Linked DNA regions of Mus musculus: regions 2, 3, 4, 5, 6 and 7 are each linked to region 1. A link is a contact called in public HiCAR-type and promoter capture Hi-C data. All regions are on one chromosome and are shown on one strand. Each heading gives the region's core, a stretch centred on a gene start, on an enhancer-like site or on the middle of the called end of the contact. The rest is flanking DNA. Distances are from core to core; before and after follow the strand shown.

Evidence for each region. Promoter capture Hi-C pulls out the DNA fragments that hold promoters and counts their contacts. HiCAR-type assays count read pairs that join an accessible place to other places.
Region 2: a contact with region 1 is called in a HiCAR-type map of astrocytes, with 2.3 times the contacts expected there. The contact joins the promoter of Meak7 here to the promoter of Mphosph6 in region 1. A contact is called at or near these places in 1 of 39 promoter capture datasets (embryonic stem cells) and 1 of 115 datasets of contacts at active chromatin or transcription factors (astrocytes).
Region 3: a promoter capture Hi-C map of hippocampal neurons shows a contact between it and region 1, with 4 times the contacts expected there. The contact joins the promoter of Wfdc1 here to the promoter of Mphosph6 in region 1.
Region 4: a promoter capture Hi-C map of hippocampal neurons shows a contact between it and region 1, with 10 times the contacts expected there. The contact joins the promoter of Kcng4 here to the promoter of Mphosph6 in region 1. A contact is called at or near these places in 1 of 39 promoter capture datasets (hippocampal neurons), 1 of 115 datasets of contacts at active chromatin or transcription factors (astrocytes) and 1 of 9 other capture datasets (embryonic stem cells).
Region 5: a contact with region 1 is called in a promoter capture Hi-C map of hippocampal neurons, with 8 times the contacts expected there. The contact joins the promoter of Taf1c here to the promoter of Mphosph6 in region 1. A contact is called at or near these places in 3 of 39 promoter capture datasets (embryonic stem cells, hippocampal neurons and liver) and 1 of 115 datasets of contacts at active chromatin or transcription factors (astrocytes).
Region 6: a contact with region 1 is called in a promoter capture Hi-C map of hippocampal neurons, with 5 times the contacts expected there. The contact joins the promoter of Hsdl1 here to the promoter of Mphosph6 in region 1. A contact is called at or near these places in 5 of 39 promoter capture datasets (the C10 cell line, embryonic stem cells, hippocampal neurons and 2 more) and 1 of 9 other capture datasets (embryonic stem cells).
Region 7: a HiCAR-type map of astrocytes shows a contact between it and region 1, with 9 times the contacts expected there. The contact joins the promoter of Mlycd here to the promoter of Mphosph6 in region 1. A contact is called at or near these places in 6 of 39 promoter capture datasets (the 3T3-L1 cell line, the C10 cell line, embryonic stem cells and 3 more), 2 of 484 Hi-C or Micro-C datasets (B cells and the G1E-ER4 cell line), 3 of 115 datasets of contacts at active chromatin or transcription factors (astrocytes, extraembryonic endoderm stem cells and stem cell-derived neural progenitor cells) and 1 of 9 other capture datasets (embryonic stem cells).

What each region holds. Positions count from the first base shown.
Region 1 is chr8:117,800,198-117,803,510 of GRCm38.p6, forward strand. It overlaps Mphosph6 (M phase phosphoprotein 6), which reads right to left and starts at 1,777. Exons shown (of 5, transcript NM_026758.4): 1 at 1,655-1,777. The coding sequence starts at 1,705.
Region 2 is chr8:119,776,915-119,780,227 of GRCm38.p6, forward strand. Meak7 (MTOR associated protein, eak-7 homolog) reads right to left here and starts at 1,502. Exons shown (of 8, transcript NM_028883.2): 1 at 1,446-1,502.
Region 3 is chr8:119,664,832-119,668,144 of GRCm38.p6, forward strand. Wfdc1 (WAP four-disulfide core domain 1) reads left to right here and starts at 1,534. Exons shown (of 7, transcript NM_023395.2): 1 at 1,534-1,829. The coding sequence starts at 1,710. All of the region lies in intron 1 of Gm32352 (a long non-coding RNA gene), which reads right to left.
Region 4 is chr8:119,634,130-119,637,442 of GRCm38.p6, forward strand. Kcng4 (potassium voltage-gated channel, subfamily G, member 4) reads right to left here and starts at 1,551. Exons shown (of 3, transcript NM_025734.2): 1 at 1,103-1,551. It overlaps Gm46054 (a long non-coding RNA gene), which reads left to right and starts at 1,499. Exons shown (of 4, transcript XR_001778667.2): 1 at 1,499-1,774.
Region 5 is chr8:119,603,693-119,607,005 of GRCm38.p6, forward strand. It overlaps Taf1c (TATA-box binding protein associated factor, RNA polymerase I, C), which reads right to left and starts at 1,514. Exons shown (of 15, transcript NM_021441.3): 1 at 1,443-1,514; 2 at 548-686. The coding sequence starts at 685.
Region 6 is chr8:119,573,672-119,576,984 of GRCm38.p6, forward strand. Hsdl1 (hydroxysteroid dehydrogenase like 1) reads right to left here and starts at 1,504. Exons shown (of 5, transcript NM_175185.5): 1 at 1,421-1,504. It overlaps Dnaaf1 (dynein, axonemal assembly factor 1), which reads left to right and starts at 1,564. Exons shown (of 12, transcript NM_026648.4): 1 at 1,564-1,796. The coding sequence starts at 1,691.
Region 7 is chr8:119,393,140-119,396,452 of GRCm38.p6, forward strand. It overlaps Mlycd (malonyl-CoA decarboxylase), which reads left to right and starts at 1,755. Exons shown (of 5, transcript NM_019966.3): 1 at 1,755-2,331. The coding sequence starts at 1,807.

The DNA of each region.
Region 1 (3,313 bases), core at 527-3,026:
TGTGTAGCTAAACTATACCGCTTGGTAGGTAGGACAGCTCTGTTAAACACATGTTTATAATACTGTTGAGTCAGGCGTTGTAATCAAGCTCCCCGTGTGTTAGAGACAGGTGCTACAGGCTAATCATTACAAGCAGAAGCTCTGGGGCCAGATGACCAGTCTTTTCAGCTGTTACTTCTGTCTCAGATACCTCAGGTGTCAGAGATGACAACTGTAACTCCTTCAAATGTTACTATGTGAATTAAGTGGTTCAGTATATACACGGAGAACAATGCCGGAATATTGGGAGGACCGTGAATACGTTCTATTAGTATTATTTAAGCTTCAAGAGTTAGCTTTTCCCTGTCTTAACTCCTGTGTTCATCCGCTTTTAACCCCTTTTAAATTGTGGTTAAGCTGCTTCTGTTTTAATGATGTCTGAGACAGGGTCTCATATCCAGCTCAGGCTGGCCACAAATTAAGCTCCTGCCTCCACCTCCCAAGTGCTGGGATTACAAATGTGTGCCATCAAAGCCACTTCAGCTGGCTCAACTTCAAATTTAAAAATCATGGGCTGGGGAAGTTGGCTCAGTGGCTAAGAGCACCCTTGACTCTTGCCTAAGTCCTGGTACTCATACCTGCTGACTTAAAACTCCAGTTTCAGGGGCTCCAACACTCTCTTCTGGCCTTCGCAGGCACCTGAACACACATGGTATATATACAGCTATGCATGCACACACACAAAGGGAAACTCATTTTGTTTAAAAGTTAGTGGAGAACTCATTTCACCCCACTAACATTTTCTCCATTCCCACCACGAAGACAACCTTCACCCAGAACACAGGAACTTTTTTAGCTCATCCTTTTGGCTGTGAGCTTTCACGTTGTTGGGCTGGGCCTTTCTGATTAACCATCATCCACAGTTCAGTTAAAGTGGCCTTAAAAAAACAATAACTAGCCAGGCGTGGTGGCGCACGCCTTTAATCCCAGCACTTGGGAGAGGCAGAGGCAGGCAAATTTCTGAGTTCGAGGCCAGCCTGGTCTACAGAGTGAGTTCCAGGACAGCCAGGGCTACACAGAGAAACCCTGTCTCGACCCCCCCCCCCCCCAACAAACAAACAAACAAACAAAAAGCAATTAACTCAGAAAACAGTTTCCTCCTGCTCATGAGGCAACAGGAACAAAACTTCAGCCTGGCTTACAATTCCTTGGATGTGTGACCACTAAGATTTCCAGCCTCATTTTATGCTCCTTGTCTTTCAGACGTCCGAGCTACCTTTAGTTCTTTGCAACGTCCCTGATTTTCTCCTTCTTAGCTTCTGGACTCACTTTCCCTCAGTTTAGGACACTACCTGCCATCCCTCACGTTGTTCCTCCTTAGGGACCACTTCTCGCGAGAAGTCTAACTTCCCAGGCGGCCCAGACACTAAAGCCACCACAGCACTCAACTCTGCAGGCTCTGATGAACGTTGTGCAGGCTCCCTCCCCACATCAGGCTAAGCAAAATCTCACCCCTGGTGCCCAAAGGCCCGCAGGCTGAGCGAATGAATGGGGTGCGCTGGCCGCGGCCATCCCGAGCCAGTCTGCCCATCGCTTCGGCCCGAGTCCCACTACGGAACATCTCGGAGCTCAGCAGCCTCCCCGCCCGACAACCCAGCATTCCCGACCTCAGCACCTTCATGCGCAGCAGGTTCTTGGATAACTTAGTCTTGCGCTCCGACGCCATGTTGGACGCACTTGCAGAGGCTTTCCCGCCGCACTGCGCTTGCGCACGGTCAAGAGCGGAGCTAGATAAGACGACGCTCTAGACCCGCCCGGGCCACGTCGCTTACAGGCGTGGCAGAGCTTTAGCTCCGCCCCCGCGCCGTTGCCACGCCCCCGATTAGGCACACCCATCGCGCTGCCCCGCCCTAGTGCTCGGAGCTGCTTCTGGCTTCTCCAGCTCCCGGAGCGCGTCTCTCCGCAAAGAGCTGTGGTAAGAGCTCGGGCCACCGCGGGGCGACTGCGATTCAGGGTCCCAGGGCTAAACTCAGGAAAGGCGGATTAAGGGGAGGACGCTGGAGCTGTAGGCGGGGCCTCCACGACACCCGAGGACTCCCTAACGACCCGGTCTGGAAGTTCCTTGCTGAGGTCCTAGCTGAGGCCGCTGAGGTTGCTGCCAGAGTTTAAAAGTTTTAAAAATACGAATGGTGGCTTTCTATGAAGCGTGTTTTCTAGAACTCTCAGTAGCCCTGAGCCGCTGGTGTCGCTATGCTCTGTCCCAGAGTGAAGGAGGTGGTCACAAACCCAGGCTGCGTGATAGCTGTAGGGCTGCACACAAACCGTGGAAGACTGATGAATATGCATACACCTGTTCGCTGTGCATCTTGGAGCCTGAAGGATTTCCTTCTGGAATGGGAAGAATGGCAGGAACTAGCAAGAGCTGTACGCAAGGCGACAACTTGTGAAGGGGCCAGGGGTGGTTTAATGGGTGAAAACACTTGCTGCCAAGCCCGAGGAGGACATGAGTTTGATCCCCGGGACCCCCGTGATGGAAGGGCAGAATGGACTTCCACAAGTTGTGGTGCCGTACCTCGTAAGTATACGGAAGGACACATCACTGGCATGTAATAAGCAACCCGCTGGAGAAGTGGTAAAGTCGAGATTCATAAAGCATTCCGGATATTAAACGCCCTGCAGGTTTTCTCAGTGGAGTAAATAAAGACATAATGTGTTAAGTGGTTACAGAAACACATTTACTCATAACTGTCAGTGAGACATGGGTGAGCACCAAGGGGCTAAAGACACATTCCCACCCTTTCCTGGAGCTACATTAGAAAGCAGTAAATACCGTGGAAGGAAGAAAATGGCTGCAGCCAGTGACTTTTAGGGTCACTTTAAATTTAATCCAGGGTGGCCCTCTTCAGATCAAAGTGGGAAGGCTTGAAAGTCAAGAAAATATCGTTATATGAAGCCTTGGTGGTAGAATGTACCAAAAATAAAAAATAAAATAAATAAAAATCCTGCTATCTTGTTACCGGACTAACCATATATGGCAGACTTATGTCTCCTTCCATTCAAATACTGAAGTCCTGACCCCCATTATTTCAAAATGTGACTGTGTTTGGAGACAGGGCTTTTCAAGAGACAACCTTTAGGACGAACCCACATCCAGTGTGGCTGGTAGCCTTTCTTCCCCTGTGCTGTAGACGAAACCTACAGCCACACACTAAGCTTACCACTTAGCTAAATCTTCAGCCTCCTGTCATAAGATGAAAACTTCTGAGTGCACCAGAGGTGTGTGTGCTAAAAGAAAGACCATTTACACGCCAAGGAAAGAAGCCCCAGAGAAGCC
Region 2 (3,313 bases), core at 252-2,751, 2.0 Mb after region 1:
GCTCTGTGAGGAAGGCAGGGGGAGGGGAAGGGCAGGTTTGGAGCCCACAGCTCAGGGAGGACTGGGGAGAGACCTTGAGAATATGGCTCTTCACCCTGTACCAGCCCAGCCGCTACAGCTGGAAGGCCGCCTGTCTCCACACAGCTGCAGCAAGAATGATTCTCGGGGGGGCCCATGCTCTCCCTTTAGGCTGCAAGCTCTGTCATGGGGCCAGCAATCTGTCAGCTTCCCGGAGAAAGGTCTTGCATGTGTCAGGGGCAGGTTCTGTCCTCCATGGGGACACCTTGGTCCATGGGGTAGCTTTCCCCTGGCAACTATGTCCACCTTTCTTAGGTGAAGACATCTTTCAGTGACTGTAAGGTCACTTGTAGCAGTGAGTATCAGCCTTGTGACCCAAAAGAGACACTTGCCAAGGATCAAAGCCATTTTTCTTATCAGAAAGCGGGGGTGGGGGGGTGGGGGGGATGTGGAGAGACCCTTTAAAGGTCACCCACAGCCCTGACCATTCTCCACACAGGGCCTATGAGCTCTACAGTCTCAATCCATACACAGGTGGCCATTCCAGACAGTTTTTGTATAACAATGGGCTTTCCCACCTGGGCACAATCAAGGGGAAGCCTTTGCCCGACCAGATCCAAGTCTCCTGAACCCACCAGTGAGCTTCCTTGAACATTCCAGTCTCCGCAACAGTCTATCCTCAACACTCTACTGCCCCTAATAGCTAAACACGTCCTTCCTCCTCCCCCCAACCAGGTGATCCATTTCGGGAGGGGGCCCTCTCCCCAACAGTGAAGTCCCATCACCAAGTCACTAACCCATGGTCTTAAAAGGAGTTTAGCTTGCCGTGCTTTAATAAGCTTGGGTGAATCGTTTAACATCGCCACCTGGTTCTGCTTTCCAGAAACCAAAGACAAACACAGATGGACCCTGGAGAATAAAAAGGGCTCCTTGTGTCACGAAGAATGTGGCGAGCCAGCTCTTTGCAGCCCCAAGCTCCTGGTGGCAGGCTGGAGTGTGCCTCGGACAATTTCCCATGGGGCCTCCAAGAGATCGTGACACACTGTCTGGTTCCTGGGGTCAACACCCCATCAGAACAGCCACACCAAGCCCATGTCCAAGTCCTGGAGCCTACTGGGTCTGCAGCTGGCAGCCCTCCATCTGTCCCAGCCCCCCTCAGGAGTGCAGGCCAGGGCACCTTCCTCGCCTCCCCCTAAATTGGTTTTGAGCTTGCCTCTGAAGGAACTCTATTGGGTTCGTCTCGGAAAACAAGGCAGGCCCACGGATCCCTTCAGAGCCCAGCTTCACCCCATCCCAGGCACTCTCTGCTTCTCTGACAGTAGCCTGAGACAGTAGCTTCCTTGGGGGCTGCTCAGGCCACCCCGAAGGTCTTCCTTCCTTCCTTGAGCTATGCCCAGCCTCGCCCGGGCTCCCTCCCTCCGGCTCACCAGCCTTGGTCTACAGGGACCGAGCTCCTTCCGGTACGTCCTGGGCAGCAAGGTTGCCCGGGTCGCCCAGCCCTTTCCCTAGCAACGGCGCTGACGGACGGTCATGAGCACCAATTGGAAAAGGGCTACTGAGAGGTGGAGCCCGAGTCAGATCTTAACCAATGGGATTGTAGTTCACGGGGAGTGGGCGGAGCCTGGGATCGAAGAACTGAGCCTGTAACAGCGGAACACTTGGGGATGGTTGACAGTTGCTCAGGTTCTGCAAAGGCTGAAGGAGAACTTGGGCTTTAGGAGGTGCTAGGAAGCTGCTGAAGGGCTGGAAGCGGATCAGGGGGTTTAAATGCAGGGAGCGGATAGAAGGGAGCAATGTGGGAGGCTGGGAACAGGGGCACTGTGAACAGAAGGCCTGAGCTGGGACTCGCCCCCCAGAACTAGGGTGGAAAATCTGACCTCCTTACCTCCTGAAGTCCATTGCGTTAGCCAATAGAGCACTTGACACACAGAAGCAGATGCCGGCCGGTCTTGTCCCCAGGAGTGGGATAGCTTGCTATCAGCCCTACCGGGCCTTTTCTGGTGTCGGAGACAGACACAACAGAGGTAGGTCCCAGAATTCTCAGCAGAGACGAACCCACTGTCGCTGCCTGCAAACCCCACCGTCCGAGTGGCACAGAGGAACTCCTCCCAACCCCCCAAAGTAACAGAAGCTGCTGTCTGAAATTGTAGCTGGAAAAATGACACCAGAGGCCGGAGAGGTGGCAGAGTCCTTAAGAACACTTGCTGCTCTAACAGAGGACACAGGTGAACCCACACTTCAGCTCAGGCCTGCTTGTAACTCCAGTTCCAGGGGATCCGACGCCCTCTTCTGGCCTCCAGAGACATTGCACACACGGTGCACATAAAGCAAAACACCACACATTATTATTAGTATTATTAGTATTATTATTTAATTATTGTGACACCAGCCCGGCTGAGTGTAGTGGCATACACCTGTAATCTCAGCACTTCAAGAGGCTTAGACAGGGGCATTGCTGCAAGTTTGTGGCCAGCCTGGTCTACACAGTGAGTTCCAGGCCAGCCTGGGATACAGAGAGTGGAAGTTTTGAAAAGGCGAGTAGAAGAGAGACAGCAAAAGAAAACGGGCAGCTAGCTCCCCCTAGTGGATTGAAGTCACATGTCCACCAGAAGCCATCTGCCTTTCGCTCAGCCAAGCTCCACCTAGCGTTTGTTCCCAACATTCCACGGCCATCTTAACACCAAGACACCTTGAATTGACTTGATCCCCCACCACCACCCTCCTATGAGCCCCTAGGAAAACGACCAGTCAGTGGGCAGAGCCTCGAGCTGAAGTTGGGCTACAAGGGCCATCATGGAGGAGTGAGGCTGAGGCAGCCAGGACAGCCTTTGAGTCCTCCAGGGCATCATGGGTCACCAGTCTGTGACATATGAAAATGTGTCAGGCTCCTTTCCTCCCCTTAGTGCCTACTCCTTCATTCAGTTCCCACCTGGCATGTATAAACTAAGGGGAGAGGGTAGGACGGAGGTGTGGCTGTGGATATATGCTGCAGGTTGGGCGAGTGACATGGAGAGGAGCTGAGGTTCAGGGGCTTCTAGCAAGAAACCAGTTAGGTTATAAAGATCCAATTGGATGTCTAGGGTTGAGAGTTCATCCAAGCATGCTACTTTCCCTGTCACGGCTCAACCACCTTTCCAGGCCTTTCATAATGGGAAGCCAGGGCCCTATGCTGAGTTAGGGTTCAGAGCGGTTAAGTGATTTTCCCAGGAACACACAGCTGGGACAGAGGCAGTCCTGGTGCCAAACTGAGGGCTCTTTCCATTGTAACATGACATGGTGGGTTGGCAGTCATTTC
Region 3 (3,313 bases), core at 284-2,783, 1.9 Mb after region 1:
TAGAGAAGTCTCAGCCAGTGAGAAAGTATCTGAGGAAACCAAAGAGAATGGTCGGTGCCTGAGGAATGTGAGGGAGGTTGACCTCTGACCTCCACCAACGCATGTGTGTGTTCTGTACATGATGTCTGCTTTACACGTAAACAGTCCTCACTCAGAGCTGCTACATGGCGCATGTTTAGTGATCCTATGACTACGTGTTAGATGCCACAAGTACCAAAATGTAGGACGGGGACCCCAGATGATCCTACATCAGGCACAACATGGTCAACTGTATTCACCTACTGCGCATGAGCACAGTCTTATGAATCTGTGACTCCAGGGATGGAGCATGGCGGGGGGGGGGGTGCTACAAGAACAAGAACAATCCACCAGGTAGAGCAGACTGTCTAGTTCAGAAGAGGAGGGGTGGGAGGCAGGGGTGGGGCTCAGCGCTCCAATCAGTACAGATGCACCCAATGGTGGCCACCACATGAGAGCCTCTATCAGGAGCCATACTGGGAAAGCAGTCCCGGCAGAAATCCAAGGCCGTGCTAGGGCCCTGCCAGGCAGAAGAGCCTTCCTGGTGGGGAACTAGGAGACCTGGTGCAGTGAAGGCAGAGGGAGGTCAGAAGGGCTTCACAGACCATCAGCCCAGCTCAGGCAGAAGCCAGGCCACCCACGGAGAGACCCAGGAACTGGGCCAAGAGCCTGCTGTCCAAGAATGTAATGTAGGCACATGTGGAGACGAGCATGGGGGCTGGGAACTGCTGTCAGAGCCCCAGGACCCGGGTGCTCCTGGTGGTGGGTGGGAAGACAGACCTACCTTCCTGGGTGCCCATTCTGCCCGTGCCACCCAGCCTCACAGGGTGTGCCTCGGAGCCCCCTCGGCAAATACCACTGGGGCTGCAGGGAAAGCCAATCCCACCTTCTCCAGTGGAGCCGTTCATACCATCCTCTGGGCCTGAGCTAGCTGCTCCACCTCACACTGTTGTCTGATGTGAGAGCAAGCGTGAAACCTCTTTCCATCTCTGTGTCCCCCTTTAAGAAAAATGGGGATCCACACAGCAGCCACCTCTGCATGCTGTTGGGGACAACCTGTTGGGGACAGGCAAGGTGCTTGGTTCCCGCAGCAACCCTCAGTGCAGAGGATGCTTTCCTGTGCAATGCCACTCTCCCCCAGAGTCACATCAAAGCAGGGACTCAGAGACAAGGGAGGGGTCTGCTTCCCCACACCAGGGCCACAGGCTCCTGCGGCCCCCTGTCCCCTCCCTATAGCACCCCCAAACCCAGTTCCTGGGGCAGACAGTCACAGGCAGCGCTGAGAGCAGCACAGCCCATCCTAACTGGAGGCCGAGGAGGCCGCCACAGCAGCTCAATAGTTACAGGGGAGTGGCAGGTCCCTCCCGGCCACGTCTTGGCTGGTGCCCCTTCCTCCCTCTGCCCGGCATCTGAGCTGCCCAGCTTACAGTCACTCTAGTCACTGGAGCCACAGGGTGGACTAAAAATAACCTGGAGAACCAACCACTACCCAGGGCACAGGTGCTGGCTGAGGGCACAAGATCCCAGGGACCCTGTGTGGAGGACCAAGGCTGCAGCAGGCAAAGTTCTGTTGCTCTCTCAGGCCCCACCCAGGCTATGGTCCCTCCTCCCTCTTAACCCCTCTTGCCTCCTCTCCCCGGCCTGCGGAGGAGGTCACTCGTGCAGAAGGAAACCCTGCCACCAGCCTCGGGATGGGTAACTGCGGCAGAAAAGTCCTTCGGGCTCTGAGTTTCCTGTTGCTACTGGGCTCCAGTTCTGCCCAGGGCACTTGGGAGGCAATGCTGCCGGCCAGGCTGGCCGAGAAGTCCCGAGTAAGTGCCAGGAGGGGTGGAGGGGCCTCTGTGATGGGAGGTGGCCCAGGGGACAGAAGTCCCTAGATGCTGTCTATGGTTTCTTATCGTGGTGGGAATCTCCTGTATTGGAGCTGTAGCGGGTGGTGGGCAGACAAGGCTCTGCCTTCCTGAGAGCCCATTGCTGCCAGCAGGGAGGCAAGAAACAGGTCCACCCCCCATGTGGAGATCTTGCCTTTGAAGCTTAAGGGAAAGCATCTCTGCTTCTTCCTGGAAAGCAGAGTCTAATGAAAGGGTCTGAGGGCACAGACGTGAGCATTTGGTCCCCTCCAGTGTCTGAAGCCTGGCCACAGTGCCTCATTCGGGCAAGAGACACTTAGTGGGAAGCAGGCTGGGCAAAAATCTATATGACCCCCTGCAGGTACAGGATGAGGAGACCCGCTCTCCCCCTCGAGGGTGAGTCAGGCTGCCTGGGGACAAATGACATCGATACCTAGGAAGGTTCTGAGCAGAATGTCAACGGGGGGAGGGGGGGCAGGCACAGTGGGACCCTATGGCTGAGTCCTAAGTTGGGCTTGTCTTTGGCTGTGTGACTTCAAGCAAGTTGTCTGACCTCTCTGGACACCAACAATGTGCTCTGTGGAAGACAGAGTGATGCATTCCTCTCAGTAAATATGTGGGGGGGGGGGGAGTTGATGTGGTGTGTGACACGCATGTGTATGTGTTTACAGATGTGTGCAGTGCTTATGTGGGCACATACTCGTGTGTGCTTGGGCCTGTGGAGGCTGGCAATTGGTATCAGCCATCTACCTTGTTCATTTGATTTCCTTTACTGACAGACGGTCTCCCACTGAACTCAGAGTTCCCTAGGGCTAGTCTACCTGGACAGCTTGGCCCGGGCATCCCACCTCCCTCCCGAGCCCGTGGGCCACAAGTGGCTGCCACTTCTGCCAGCTTTTACATCCATTCTGGGTATTGGAACTTGAGCCTCAGACCTACTCAGAGGGCATATTATCCACTGGGGGACATCTCCCCCATCCCTGGTGTTGGTGTTTTGATGACACTGTCCTGGATGGGAGACTTGTCTGCCGGTTCCCCTCCTGGGGTGTCTACACAGCAGTGTGGACAGCAGAGAGTGAATGAGAGGAAGGAAGCCAGGGTGTGTTAGCTTTTGAGCAGTGGGGAGACAGATAATGAGGGAAGCGTTGGGGTGGGTGTAAGGTGGGCACCCTCCGGGGGTGGGGGGGTCTCCAGTCAGGGAGGCAGCATGCCTGCAGGGACACTGTACACTTGTGCAGACACAGAAAGCACTCAGCACTCAGAGTAGCCAGTGTGTCTCACAGGCTTCTAGTCCAATGCCAGCCCATGCCTCCTGGGAGGAATTCTGGTTCCCCGGGGCTGCTGTAGACCCTGGCAGGTTCCTGCCATCGGAGTCAGCACCAGGAGCACTCTCATGAATGCAGGAACACAAATGTGATGAGCAGCATGTTCAGCCCTGCCCTGGA
Region 4 (3,313 bases), core at 301-2,800, 1.8 Mb after region 1:
GTGCGAGTGGGGAAGTTTGGGCTACCATACTGTTGAGCACAGGCCTGTTCGGGAAACACCATCATAACGGTCACTTCTAGAAGCTCTAAGGCACCCAGTTCCTTTAAGGGGCCCAGGCCAACCATCCCATAAGGCAGACAGGCACGGTTCACCTTCGCAGATGAGGGGACTGACTGACACCTAGTGTCCCCTACTGTCAAACGCTTAGGAGGTAGGGATCATGACAGCTTTGCAAGGCACCTGACTCTCAGGAGCTCCCCAAGAAAGCTTCACCCTGATCTTCTGTCACCCTTGCTGTGTGACCTTGAAGTAGTCACTCCCCACTCTGAGCTGTATACTCTTTTATTTGCATCGTGAAGAGGTTTCTAATGCTGTCTGTATTGCAAACCCATTTAGGGGCTTCGCTTAGGACAAGCAGGTTTTATTTTAGCTTGCTCACATAATTTTAAAAGTATTTATGACCTGTCTCATCATCCGTGTGGTGTGACCATTTCTTATGCTACCTGTTCCAGCCAGAGCTGTCTCCAGGCACCTATAACCTTACATTGAGAGAGGCATTCCAATCAGGAGCCAATGGAAACGAAAGTGCCTTTCTACTCCAGAGCCGGCCGGGATTCTGCGGACAGCCAGCGAGGAGTGAGTGGGGGTGGCTGTGTTTCACACTCGCCCTGCAGAGCACTCCGCTATTCTGCATGCATTACTTGGTTCACAGCACACAGCCAGCGGCAGGAGGAGCGCAGCCTGCAGAGACAGGAAATCCAGGGTGTTCTTGCCAACCTTTCTCAATTTCCAGTGTAAAAACCAAGACCCAGAGTGCTGAAAGGGACTCATCCAAGGTCACTCAGCAAATCCAAACTCAACCCAGGACACAGCTTCCTGGCTAGGGGTTCTCTCCAGCGCTGGAATCTTGTCCCCCTCTCCTTCCACTGAACAGATCTGATTTTGTGGTCTTTGTTCCCCCTCCAACAGCTGGCCAGCAAAACTCCCTTAGAGCCCGGGGAAGTAATTCATTCCAAATATCCCTTCTGCCAAGCTGTTCCACTCAGCCAGCTCTAGAACATCCCCCCCCAGAACGAGCAACTTCCTCCCAAGTTCAACTCACCGCTTGTTTTAGGAAGTGTGTTCCCAGCTGGTTCTCTGCCGGGCATGGGGAGCCCATGTCTCACTGACCAGGAAAAGACAGGGTTGTGACAGAGAGGTAGGGGGAAATGAGAAGAACCCCCGCCCCCCAAAAAACAAAACAAAACACAAATCAAAACCAGCTCTCAACATAGCAGTCCTGGCAGAGGGTCAGCATCCAATTCTTCTCCCACTTCCTCTACAGAGCAGAAGTTTATTCAGTCTGACTCCGCAGAAGAGCAGAGGCGCAAGGTGGCTCTCTAGAAGGGCTCTGAAGTCCTCCCTCCTCCTGGAAGCCGAAGGTCCGGATGCTGCAGGGAGCTGGGCCAGCTGTCCTGCCTCAGCATTGGACTTGGTGCTCCAAGTCCCACGGGGACAGCCAGCATGGTCCTGCCTGAGATGGGGGTGGGGGTGCTGCCAGGAAGGGCTTAGGATTAATCTCTCCATCAGCCAGGCAGCAGGCGGGGAGCAGAGGCTCTGCCAGCCACCAGGAAGGCAAGGAGAATGTCTGTCCTTCTCCTCTCTGAGGAGGAGCCGAGCTCAGGAGGAGCTGGAGCAGCTGGGGACCTGGCGATTGCAACCTCATGGTCCACTCAGTAAGGGCTGTGGGGAGGCTTGCAGGCTGGGACAGACCGACCCAGTCTCAGAGCCTAGGGTAGGTATTGGGGAGATGGCATAAGGGGCTGAGATTGGGGCCAGATCCCAGTGTCCAAGTGAATGTCCTTAGGCAGGTGGCTTTGTGCCGTTGTACTCAGTCTCCTTATCTGTAAAATGTCTATGAGTGGCAGCAGGCTTTCAGGATATGAAATCCAAGCCTTGAGCTTCTCCTGGGAGCTTGGCCCTGGGTGTAGGTGTAGGTGTAGGTGGGGAGAGGGAGATGCTGCAAGCCAGCTTCTTGCTGTGTGTGCTTGGTGAGTCACTCCACCTCTCTGGGCCTCAGTTTTCTCACTGGTCAGATGAGGACAGTGGGAACCATAAAGGCTGAAATTGCAAAAGCCTGTTAATGTAGGGCTGCCTATCCCTAGGTCCTTCATTTCCTTAAAAGGTTTTTGCAGCCAAGTGACCTTCACAACTCCATTCGGCCTCTGAGATCCCTAGAGGCTTGTTCAAGGTCATCGTCCTAATTGGCAGCTGGAGCTAGGTTAGGGCTGTCACTGATGGGGGGGGGGGGCGTCCAGGAGCAAGGGGATCAGAGCCTGGCTGTCCTCAGCTCTCTGGAAGGAGTAACAGAGAGTACCTGTGGCCTCGAAGAGGGGCGGAGGAGTGCAGGCAAGAAGGAGAGGCTGGCAGGGGGCAGGGGTTCTCAAAGGGTATTATGGGAACCCCAGGGTTCCACAGAAATTCCAAGAACTGGAGACAGGGCCTGTTTTCTCTGCCTTCCCACAGCCCCTCCCTGCTGCCTGTACCACAGTCACTGCTGCTGAGGCCCAAGGCAGAGAGAGGTCTGGCATCTTTGTGAGGGGTGCCGAGGCTCTGCCCTTTCTCTGACTCTCCCATTCTCTTAGCTCCAATAAGCCAGGCTCCAGAACTCTCTCCCTCCGGACAGGGCTCTCTGTTCTCTATCTCCTTTAGTTCTGTCTCAGTCAGAGTTTCTATTGCCGTGATGAAGCACGGTGATCCAAAGCAACTTGGGAAGGAAAGGGTTTATTTAGCTTCCGTAGCCAAGTCACTACCCACTGAAGGAAGCCAAGGCGAGAACCTGGAGGCAGGAACCAGGGCCGAGGCCTTGGATGAGTGCTGTTTATTGCTTCATTCCTCGTGACTTGCTCAGCCTGGGACTTTCCTGTGGAACCCAGGATACATCCCAGTTTGTATCTCTGTCCACAGTGGGCTGGGCCCTCCCCCATCAATGATGGATCAAGAAAATTCCCTACAGGGTTGCTTATGGCTTAACCTTACAGAGTCATTTTTCTCAAATGAAGTTCCCTCCTCTCAGAGGACTCTAACTTGTATCAAGTCGACATGAAACGGCCAGCATGAATCTCTTAGGTTAGCCACCCTCTCCAGTGTCTGCCACCTTTCCCAGTACATACAAAGTCCCAATGCCCATCTAGAATCCCCCATGAGAGCTCAGTGAAGCCCTTGTTGCACGGGCATGCCAATCTAAATCTGAGCCCTTAAAACCCTTACAAGCCTGGTAAAACCTGCCCATTATCCCTGTGCTAGTGAGGCAGAGACAGGAGGATTCCTTGTC
Region 5 (3,313 bases), core at 264-2,763, 1.8 Mb after region 1:
AAGGAAGCGCCTAAGTCATGACTGCCTACCCACAACCCAATGAGCTCCAACTTCCTCAGCTATCTCCTCTGAGTCCTGCCATTCAGTGGGCACCCTTGTCCCAAGGACCAAGAACTCCCCTCCCCCAACACCCTCTCTTTGACATGCTCTCCTCAATGTACTCAATACAAGGCTGCTAGAGATGGACCTCCCAAGAGCAGAAATCCTGCCCCTGGCATTCCACTAATTCAGGCAAGTCAAGGCCACACTATAAAAGGTCTGCCCGTTGGTGTACAGTCTCTCACCATAACTGGAAGTCCCTTAGGTGGGGTTGCCTGACTTCCTCATGCTGGGCTCCTGGGCCTGTAAGGACCCCAACACATAAACACCTGCTGAACCCAGGGAGAGGGAGCGAGGAAAGAGGAGCCACAGCCTCTGTTGAGAGACACTGTCTGGACAGCAGGGCAACCGGTGCGCAGCTCAAGTAGCAGCTGCCTAGACCTCTTTTCCCAATAAGTGAGCAAGGAGGAGGAACAGACCAAGGAAAGGACCCTATTTCCATCCTCACCTTGCAGTTCTGTGGCTGGGACCCTGGCAGGGTCAGTGCATCTCTCCAGCTGCACATGAAGGACAGGTCAGGGCCATCAGTCATGCCAAGTGGACCGGCCTTAAACAATGAAGGGCGCAGGGTGCCAGGGAAGTCCATCCTGGAGAGAATGTATCTAACGTTACACACGCCTTCATTAGGAGTCTCAACAGTGCACCAGGGTTCTCAGAACACAGTAGGGGAGACCACTACAAGGTAGCAGATAAAGACCAGACTATGCCTAATGCCAGCGCGTCAGCAGGGCTGCCCAAGGACTGCTCACTCTCTTGAGGGCAGCCAGACAGATATCTCTGCTCACACCTTGGAAGAGGGGCTGGGGAGAAAGTGATCGCAAAAGGCCTCGTGGCAGGTAAAGTGCCAAAGAGATAAGCAACCACAGAATATACAAAGGGGAGAGTGTGGAGGACCAAGTGATGCCGATGAAGGCTGAGCGTTCATCAACGCGCTGCGCATGACAGTAGCAGGCTGACTTTCTTCCACCCCTCTGTGGACATGGGCTGCGTACTATTCCTGCTTCCCCACTGCCAAACACAGGCTTCTCCGAAAATGCCCGTGGGCTGAATAAATGCAGGAACTCTTTAGAAGCAGTAACTGTCAAGTCAGCCCTCATTTTTAGTAAAAATTAAATCTAACATCCGCAATAAGAGCACCAGCAGAGCACTAGTACCCGCTGGACAAGACGTGAAGGCGCTGAATTTAGAGTCTGAACTGAAAACCGGTGTGTAGTAACCACAAGTGTTCCCGGACCGCCCTCCCTCGTGGCCAGCATCTAGGACGAGCCTCAGCGCTGTAATCGACCAGTCTCTATAGCCACGTGGTCTGCCACGTGCTCTCAGCATTCCCGCAACAGCCTCACCTGACCCCGGGGCCGCAAAGGAGCCAGAGTGCCGAACCTCAACGCCGCCACCCACAACTGTTGGAGCAGACTAAACTGTTTTCCGGATCAGGCCGGAAGTTCGCCCGAGAAACAGGAAGTCCCGCCCCCAGATCATCTAACCGAGTCCTCCAGCGCCACCTGCAGAGCTGAGGGCCAATATGCATGGTCGTGGCGCCTAAGCTATGAAATTTCCATCCTATTTCACAAAAGTGTTGAGAAGCTTGAATTGATCCTCTCAACGAACAAGTGAGCACCTCCGATGAGCCACGCACTGTATTTATTACCCACAAGTCCTAGAATCCGCTTCATAGACACCTCTGGGTGCATGTGTGGCTTTAACAGGGGCCAGGAGGGAATATTAGCTTGTCATTCTCAAGCTAATATTCCTTGTGTGTGCACCTGCGAGTTTTGGGGGATCTGTTCAAACTCGCTCGCATGCAGCGAGTCCTGGGCTCTGCCTGTAAGTTGCCTTGGTCCTGACACTATCGCGTAAAACTTAGGACGCGTGGCTCTGCTGACCACTTGCTTTCCATCGCCTGGAGGCTAAGAATATCTTCAGATAGAATCGAGACAAGGAACAGATTCTCCTGCGTCACTGCAACCTACCTACATGACATTCCCGCCAATGTGTTTGACGACTTCTTTGGGTTTGACTTTCCTTTGTCCTGTAATTATCAGAACTTCATAAATCGGTCTTCATGGTGGAGCAAGTTATTCAGGGAGAAAAATCTGTGTTCCTGAGTTTATTAAGGGATCTCTAAAGGAACAGAACTGATTGAATGAGTATGGAATAGAGGAGATTTTATTAGACCGGCTTACAGGCTGTGATCTGCGTAGTTCAATAATAGCTGTCTTATGACAGAAATGGCAAGGAGAATTTGGTACTGTTCCGTCCACGAGGCTGGTTGTCTCAGCAGTTCTGATCTGGTGCTGTAGTCCTGGGCCATTCCTAAAGAGCCGCCGAGCTTCAGTCTCTGTTGGAATCCTAAAGAAATTGATTTGAATACTGAAAGGAAAACTTCAGCAATGCCATAAAATAAATGGTTTTGCCGGTGAGGGTGAGGTCCAGCAGGCACAAATCATGGTTTCTTTTTCCATTTCTTTTATCTGGGCTGCCACCAGAAGGTGATTTAGGATGGCTCTTCCTCCTTCAAATAATCTGATTAAGAAAATCCCTCACAGGGCTGGAGAGATGGCTCAGCGGTTAAGAGCACTGACAGCTCTTCCCAAAGTCCTGAGTTCAAATTCCAGCAACCACATGGTGGCTCACAACCATCTGTAATGGGGTTTGATGCCCTCTACTGGTGCCTCTGAAGACAGCTACAGTGTACTTGCATATAATAAATAAATAAATAATTTTTTTTAAACTTCCTCACAAGTGTGCCCAGCAGTTTGGGTCCCAGTTAATTTCAAATATTCAGTTGACCACCAAAACTAGCCATCATATGGGGGCATGCTCGTTGGTGTCTATTTGGCTCATGCATAACTTTATTACTATTATTATTTTATTGATTTTTTTTTTTGAGACAGGGTTTCTCTATGTGTAGCCCTGGTTGTCCTGGAGTTTGCTCTGTAAAGCAAGTTGGTTTCAAACTCAGAGATCTACCTGTCTCTGCCTCCTGATAATGGGATTAAAGGTGTGTACCCCCATGTCTGACTGTCAGCTGCCTTCTCTGTAAGATGAGGGCTGTGTTTGAGTCAACCTCTTTCCCATTGCTGGGTAATACAGGAATTCCCTGCTTATGGCTTTAGCACCACTGTCTAGCTAGAAATGCACCATTATCCCTGTATCTTGATATCAAGGTACATCAGGGGCTACCTAGAGGTATGTTAAAGCAGTTTGCTGAGCA
Region 6 (3,313 bases), core at 254-2,753, 1.8 Mb after region 1:
AGAAAACACAAGGGGCAAGATGAGCCCAAACTGCAGCCCATGAGGTGGAATCCCTTTTTGTGGTTGTGGAAATTATCTGGAAATAGGGCGGTGAAACCTACCTAACTACAAAGTTCTGAATTGTACATTTCAAAATGGCTAAAATGATGGATCTCGTTACATGAATTTTGCCTCAATTAAAAAAATATGCACTGGGGACTGGTTAGATGGCTCAGCAGATTGTTTTTGCTGTGCAAGCTTAAGGACCTGAGCTGAGGTCCCCAGCAGTATCTAAGAGTGGGTATGTAAGCAGAACCAATTTGTAATTTCAGTATTGGGAAGAAAGGAGCAGACGAGAGGACCCTGGGGGCCAGTCAGTCAGTCAAACATAAAGAAAACTCTTGAGTTCTGTGAGAGACGTTTTCTCGAAAAATAAGGTTGCAAGTGACAGACACTGACCCGTAGCCTCCACACCCACACATAAATAAACAACACTCCCCCCGCCCCAACACACACACACACCCTCCACTGATAAAGTAACGTTGGACATGGCGCGTCTGTAATATTTTAGCAATGACTAGGGTCACTCTGAAAAAGCCATCCCACCCTTGGGAATGAAGTTACAACACCACCACCTGTAAAAAGCGGCTAACGCTTCTCCCCTACAACGAGAATTCGATGAGGTGACGCATAAAAAGCATTTGCAACAGTGCCTTCCCGCCACCCCTCAATAAACCGGAGCCACTAGGCAGGATCATCGCTCAGGGTTCGATGCTAGCGACCCCTATTCGTACTGACCCGAGTTTATGAAGAAGCTAAGAGCGCTGTCCCCGCGGCTTCACTTTATCCCCTTCCTCAATCGCACCCGGGTGTACTACACAAGAGGAAGGAAACGGACGCAACGACATCCCAGGATCTCAGCGAAGGCTCGGCCCAGAGCCCTGGCAGGTGGTCGTTGAGACTCCCCGTGGGAACCCGAACCCGCTGCGGTCACCGCCCAGGGGTGCGGCTGAGTCCTGGTAGCAGAACAGGGACTCCCTGCTAGTGTCCCATCCCTCCCCAGTGGCGCCGGGCACGGCCCAGCGACTCTGCAAAACCCACCGGGCTCTGCAGAAGCTGCGCGCTTTCTTCAGCAGCGCGGCCATTCTGCATCAGTCCTGAGACTTAGAACCTACTTAGACCTAGCGACCAGGAATAAAGGAGGATAAAGAGACACCGACAAAAGGGCCGTCCCGGGGCGTGTCGCCTGTGCGAGCCTCCTGCCGAGGACCAGGCCCGGGACACCTGCTCAGGGAGCTGAGCGGCTGCCTAGAGCGCGGAACCAGAGTTCCCCGCTACGGGGCGCGGCGGGGGGGAGGGCGTTCCCGAGGGTCGGGGTCCAGGGGGCGTGGCCAGGGACGGAAGCGGGGCGCGAGGGGCGTGAGGGGCGCGGGCGCAATACCTGCAGCGAGAGGCGCGGTCTCCGAAGCCCGTCCCGCCCGCTGCCCGCGCGGCCGCCGCCCCGGGACACCACCGCAGGTCCGCTACCCACGTGATCCGCGCACGCGCCCGGGTGCAGTTTCCCCCGTGGCCCCCCCTCGGCTAGGCCCGCCCTCGGCGGCGTAACTGACTGCGCGTGCGCACTGGTTGCCGCGGCGACCGGGAAAGCGTTGGACAGCCAACGACGCGGACCGTAGAGTATTAGGGCTGAGTGGTCGGGCCAGGAGTGAGCATGCACCCCGAAGTCTCTGAGCCGCCGGTGGACAGCGTGGCGGAGCCCAGTCTGGAGGAGTCGGCAGGCGATCACGGCGACGCGGGGCCAGGGATCCGTAAAGAAGGTGCCTTAGCGCTGGGAAGCCAAAGGGGCGAGGGCTCGTGTCCCTCACACATGCCCATTTCACTCAGCTGGGGACAACCAGCACCCCTCACACATACCCATCCATACAGCTACAAGAACAGCACCTTTATTGATATGATCAATCCAGTACATATAGAAGACCCATTATTTATTCCATGATAATTTATTAGATACCTTCCTGTGGCTGGGAATTGTTTGCAATGAGTGTAAGACACAGTTCCCAAACAGTGTTCAGCGTCATTCAACAAACCACAAGTACAGAGAGTTCATCAGCTCTTGACGTTACATTTATCTAAGGCTTCTAGAGGCGCCTTGCAGGGTAAAAGTGCTTGCAACACAATCCTCCAGACCTGAGTTTGAATCTCAGAAGTACATACATGCAGAGGTTAAGATCAACCATGTGATTGCTGGGACTTGAACTCTCGGAACCTTCTGTAGAGCAGTCAGTACTCTTACCCGCTGAGCCATCTCTCCAGGCCCTGGAAAATGTCTTTCATATTTAATAGTGTGCACAGGGTTCTAACATCCAAGGAGAGACCAGCCCAGAACAAAGCTTGCTTCTTTTACACAGGTTTGAGCGATCAAACTGATCACACCCTGTTCTTGTGTGTGCTTTTATCAGTGAGTTGTTTTTATGTTGCCGCCCCTAAGTTACACTTTGAGCAATTAAACACGTTTACAGGAGTGGGAACTGTAGGTGCTCACACCTGGCAAAAGGGGTAGGGGGGAGATTTACACAGCAAACTGCATCACAGTTATCTCTGAACCAAAGTGGGGAGAGACAGAGCTCTTGCCCTGTCCCAGAGCTGCCCTTCTGCTGTCCCTGGTAAGAGAAATGGGCTTGCGGGCTGGAAAGTTGGCTCAGCGGTTAAGAACACTGACTGCTCTTCCAAACGTCCTGAGTTCAATTCCCTGCAACCACGTGGTGGTTCACAACTATAATAGGATCCATGGCCTCTTCTGGTGGGTCTGAAGACAGATACAATGTACTCATATAAATAAAATAAATCTTTTTAGAAAGAGAGAGGGGGGGGGCTTGATGAACTTCTGTTCTGTTGAGCAGATTTTAACAGAAACATCTAAACTAGAATTAGATTTAAGTACAACTCTACTTATCTTGCTGTTTTCTGAGGGTCTGGTTTCTGACGTGTGTGGGTGCCCAAGGAGGCCAGAATAGGGCATCAGATCGACTGGCAGTGGCATTACAGGCACTTGTGAGCTGCCTTGTAGGTGCTGAGAACTAAATTCTCTGTTTTCTGGGAGAGTAACAAGCACTGTTAGTGACTAAGCCATCCATCTCCCCATCACCCTGTATAGCAATTTGACAGTAGCTTTCTTAGTGACTTTGTAAATGTCAGCTTTAGGCTATTCCTCTATAAAAACTGCACAGGAGAACATAAAACTGTGGACAGAGACGTTCACTCTATGTTGTTTGTAACAGCAGGAATCTGTTGGCAATACGACTGACTATCTTTAAGGGGTTGTTTGCAGAGCAGA
Region 7 (3,313 bases), core at 505-3,004, 1.6 Mb after region 1:
AGGCTGGCCTGAACTCAGAAATCCACCTGCCTCTGCCTCCCAAGTGCTGGGATTAAAGGTGTGCGCCATCACACCCGGCTGGCAGGAGAGTTATAAGTCATGTGTTTGAGCTAGAAGAATAGACCTGGTGGCTTGCATTGTTCATGGTCCATAACCAGTGTCTGCTCTCGCATGATAGGCTGTTCCTGGATATCCTACCCACTATGGCAAACTCTTCCAAAAGGGCAGGTCCCAGCATCCACGGGCAGGCCTGAGGTGCTGTGGTACTAAAGACAGAGGCAGATGAAGAATGGAAGGGTACAGTTTATTGGAGAACTTACTCAAATGTATAGTCTTGGTAGACAGCAAAGCCAAACTGGATCCTACCACATGGGTCAGAAAGAGAGTCACAGACTCGAGTTAGGATAAAGTGACTTTCCCCCTAGCTGGAAGGCACGTGGTCCATCTTAAGTTCTTATCAAAGAGCCAGGTACAGGTTGGAGCCTGGATCCGGTTGTAAGGTCCCAGACGTCATTCTTGGGATTTGGTCTATCGATAGTTTGAAGAGAAACCATGCACCAAAAAATGAACTGTGGTTTCTCTAGGACAGTCACAACAGTCTGGATCCAAGATGACTGTCATCATATCAAGCTGAATCCATACAGAGCCTACTCTACCAGTCTGATTCCTTTTTGCAGTTATTTTAATGTGACTCCCTCCCTCAGATGGTAAACTGAAGGAGAATGAGCAGGGCTATTTCAAATGCAAGCCTAGGGTGGGCCTGGAACTCACCAAACAATTGAAAATCATTTCACTGAAAGAATGAATGAATGAATGAATGAATGAGGCCCAGCAAGGAAGCTGGTAGGGAAGAGATTCTTCCTATACCCATTTCCGGCATGACCAGACGGAAGCTCTAGGATGCAGCAGGAGGCATGGGCTGGGTCTCCAGCAGTTCTGTCTGGGTGGGATTCTTGACATGAGCCAGAGAGTACCTAGGGAGGGTCTGTTGGGAGAGACCCTGTTCTACTGTCCGCGGGTCGGGACAGGGTCAAAATGTCAAGTCAGAGAATTACTCTGAGAATTACATGCTTGGTGTGTACATGTGCATATACATTTCCTTGTACACACGTGTGGGGGTGCACGTATGTACATGTGTGGTTCTGGAAGCCAGAAGACACCTCGAGTGATGGCGCTACCCGCATACTTTTTGTTTGGTTGGTTTGGAGATAGGGTCTCTGGCTGACCTAGACTTACCTTGTTATCTGGACTGGCTGGCTCTTGTCCACCTCCCTGAGCTAGGACTACAAGCGTTTTCCCATGGGTTCTGGATATGAACTCAAGTTCTCAATCACTTTATCAAATGAGCCATCCCCATTCCTAGGAGACCTAGTCCAGCATGCAACCTTAAATTTCTCAGCTCCTCACCTACGCTAGATCCGAACCCTAGCACAGGAGGCTGCGTGCATAGCACGGTCCCGGGAAGAGCTGAGATGTCAAGCTCTCAGATCAAGAGAAGCGCGTGCGTAGTGGGGAAAGGGACTGAGGCGGTGACTCTCAGAACAGGTGTAAGGATGCAAGCCAAGAGGGCGAGTCAGGTGCCCCGGGGCTACCGGGTTCCGGGGACCTTTGGCTGCACTTGGCCTCCGGCCTGAGAAAGCCACCTCGCCCCTCCCCCGCCGTTCTACCCCCCGATTGGCCAATGTCTCCGTCCGCCGTCCGGCCTCGGCCAATGGGGCCGGCGAGAAACCGGAAGCCGGAGCCGGAAGCGAGGCAGAGGCCCGCTCTCCAGTGGCGTCTCCCGCTAGCAGCTGTCGCGGAGCTGTCATGCGAGGCCTCGGGCCAGGCTTGAGGGCTCGGCGCCTGCTCCCACTGCGGTCCCCGCCGCGGCCTCCGGGGCCCCGGGGACGTCGGCTGTGCGGCGGGCTCGCGGCCAGCGCCATGGACGAGCTGCTGCGGCGAGCCGTGCCCCCGACGCCGGCCTACGAGCTGCGCGAGAAGACGCCGGCGCCCGCCGAGGGCCAGTGCGCCGACTTCGTGAGCTTCTACGGCGGCCTGGCCGAGGCGTCCCAGCGCGCCGAGCTGCTCGGCCGCCTGGCTCAGGGCTTCGGCGTGGACCACGGCCAGGTGGCCGAGCAGAGCGCCGGGGTGCTGCAGCTGCGCCAGCAGGCGCGCGAGGCGGCCGTGCTGCTGCAGGCGGAGGACCGGTTGCGCTACGCGCTCGTGCCGCGGTATCGCGGCCTCTTCCATCACATCAGCAAGCTGGACGGCGGCGTGCGCTTCTTGGTGCAGCTGCGGGCCGATCTGCTGGAGGCGCAGGCCCTCAAGCTGGTGGAGGGGCCGCACGTCCGGGTAAGGCCCCGCCCGGGCCACCGCGACCCCGGGGCCGCCGCCCCCCGCCACCGCCCCGGGGCCCTGCCCACTTCCCACTCCCCACTCCCCAGACCCTTACCCATGCCCCTGCAGCCACCTCGCCGGCCTCAGATACCACGGTGCTTACTGCGTGGTTCGTAGCACTATCCTCGGGGGTCACTGTCGGGTGTGACACCCATTGCGCTTACTCCAAAATAGCTCTAGTTTTAACTGCGCTGTTCTTGAACAAGGATGGAACACGGCTTTGGGCAAAGTTTGGGCACCTCCCACGAACGTCCATCACCCTAACAGGTTACACGAAATGCACAAACATGGCCAAAAGTCAAGGTCACCACCGCCTGGGTCTCTAAAGCCTCCAGTCCTCTTTCTGCAATCTGACTTTGGACAAGAGATTTGATTCCAAACCCCCAGCCCCAGACGCAGTGATCCTAAGTTGACTTTTTAGTACCTGTGCTAGTCAGCAGCTTACCCAGCGATATCATGTAGCGTACAGATAACGGAGGTGTATATAGCTGAGACCCAAAGGATTGTCTAGCATAGCTGCCAGCCATTAATATTCAATAAAGAGGAGCATTGACCCTGAGTTCATACACAATGATATCACCATTTCAGAAGTCCCCAGTGTTCAAAGCCTCATCTGCTTTTTTCCTGACCTGCTTGAAACAGGCATGGCCATTTTTACTTCCATTCTGTCCTTTCGGTTGACACCTATCTCCTTTAGAGTGAAGGACATGACACGCTGAGGTGATGAGCTGTCCAAGACTTCAGATATACATCCCCTGATCCAGGCTCCTTTGCACTGCTATGTGCAGGTTTACAGACTTCTCATTTTGATTGCTTAACCCTTGGTGTAGTTAAGGGATTAATATGAGTCAGGGTCTCTCACTGAGACTTGAGACTCACCAGTTAGATTAGGTAAACTGCTCAGTAAGCCCCAGAAATATTCCTGTCCCATCTTCCC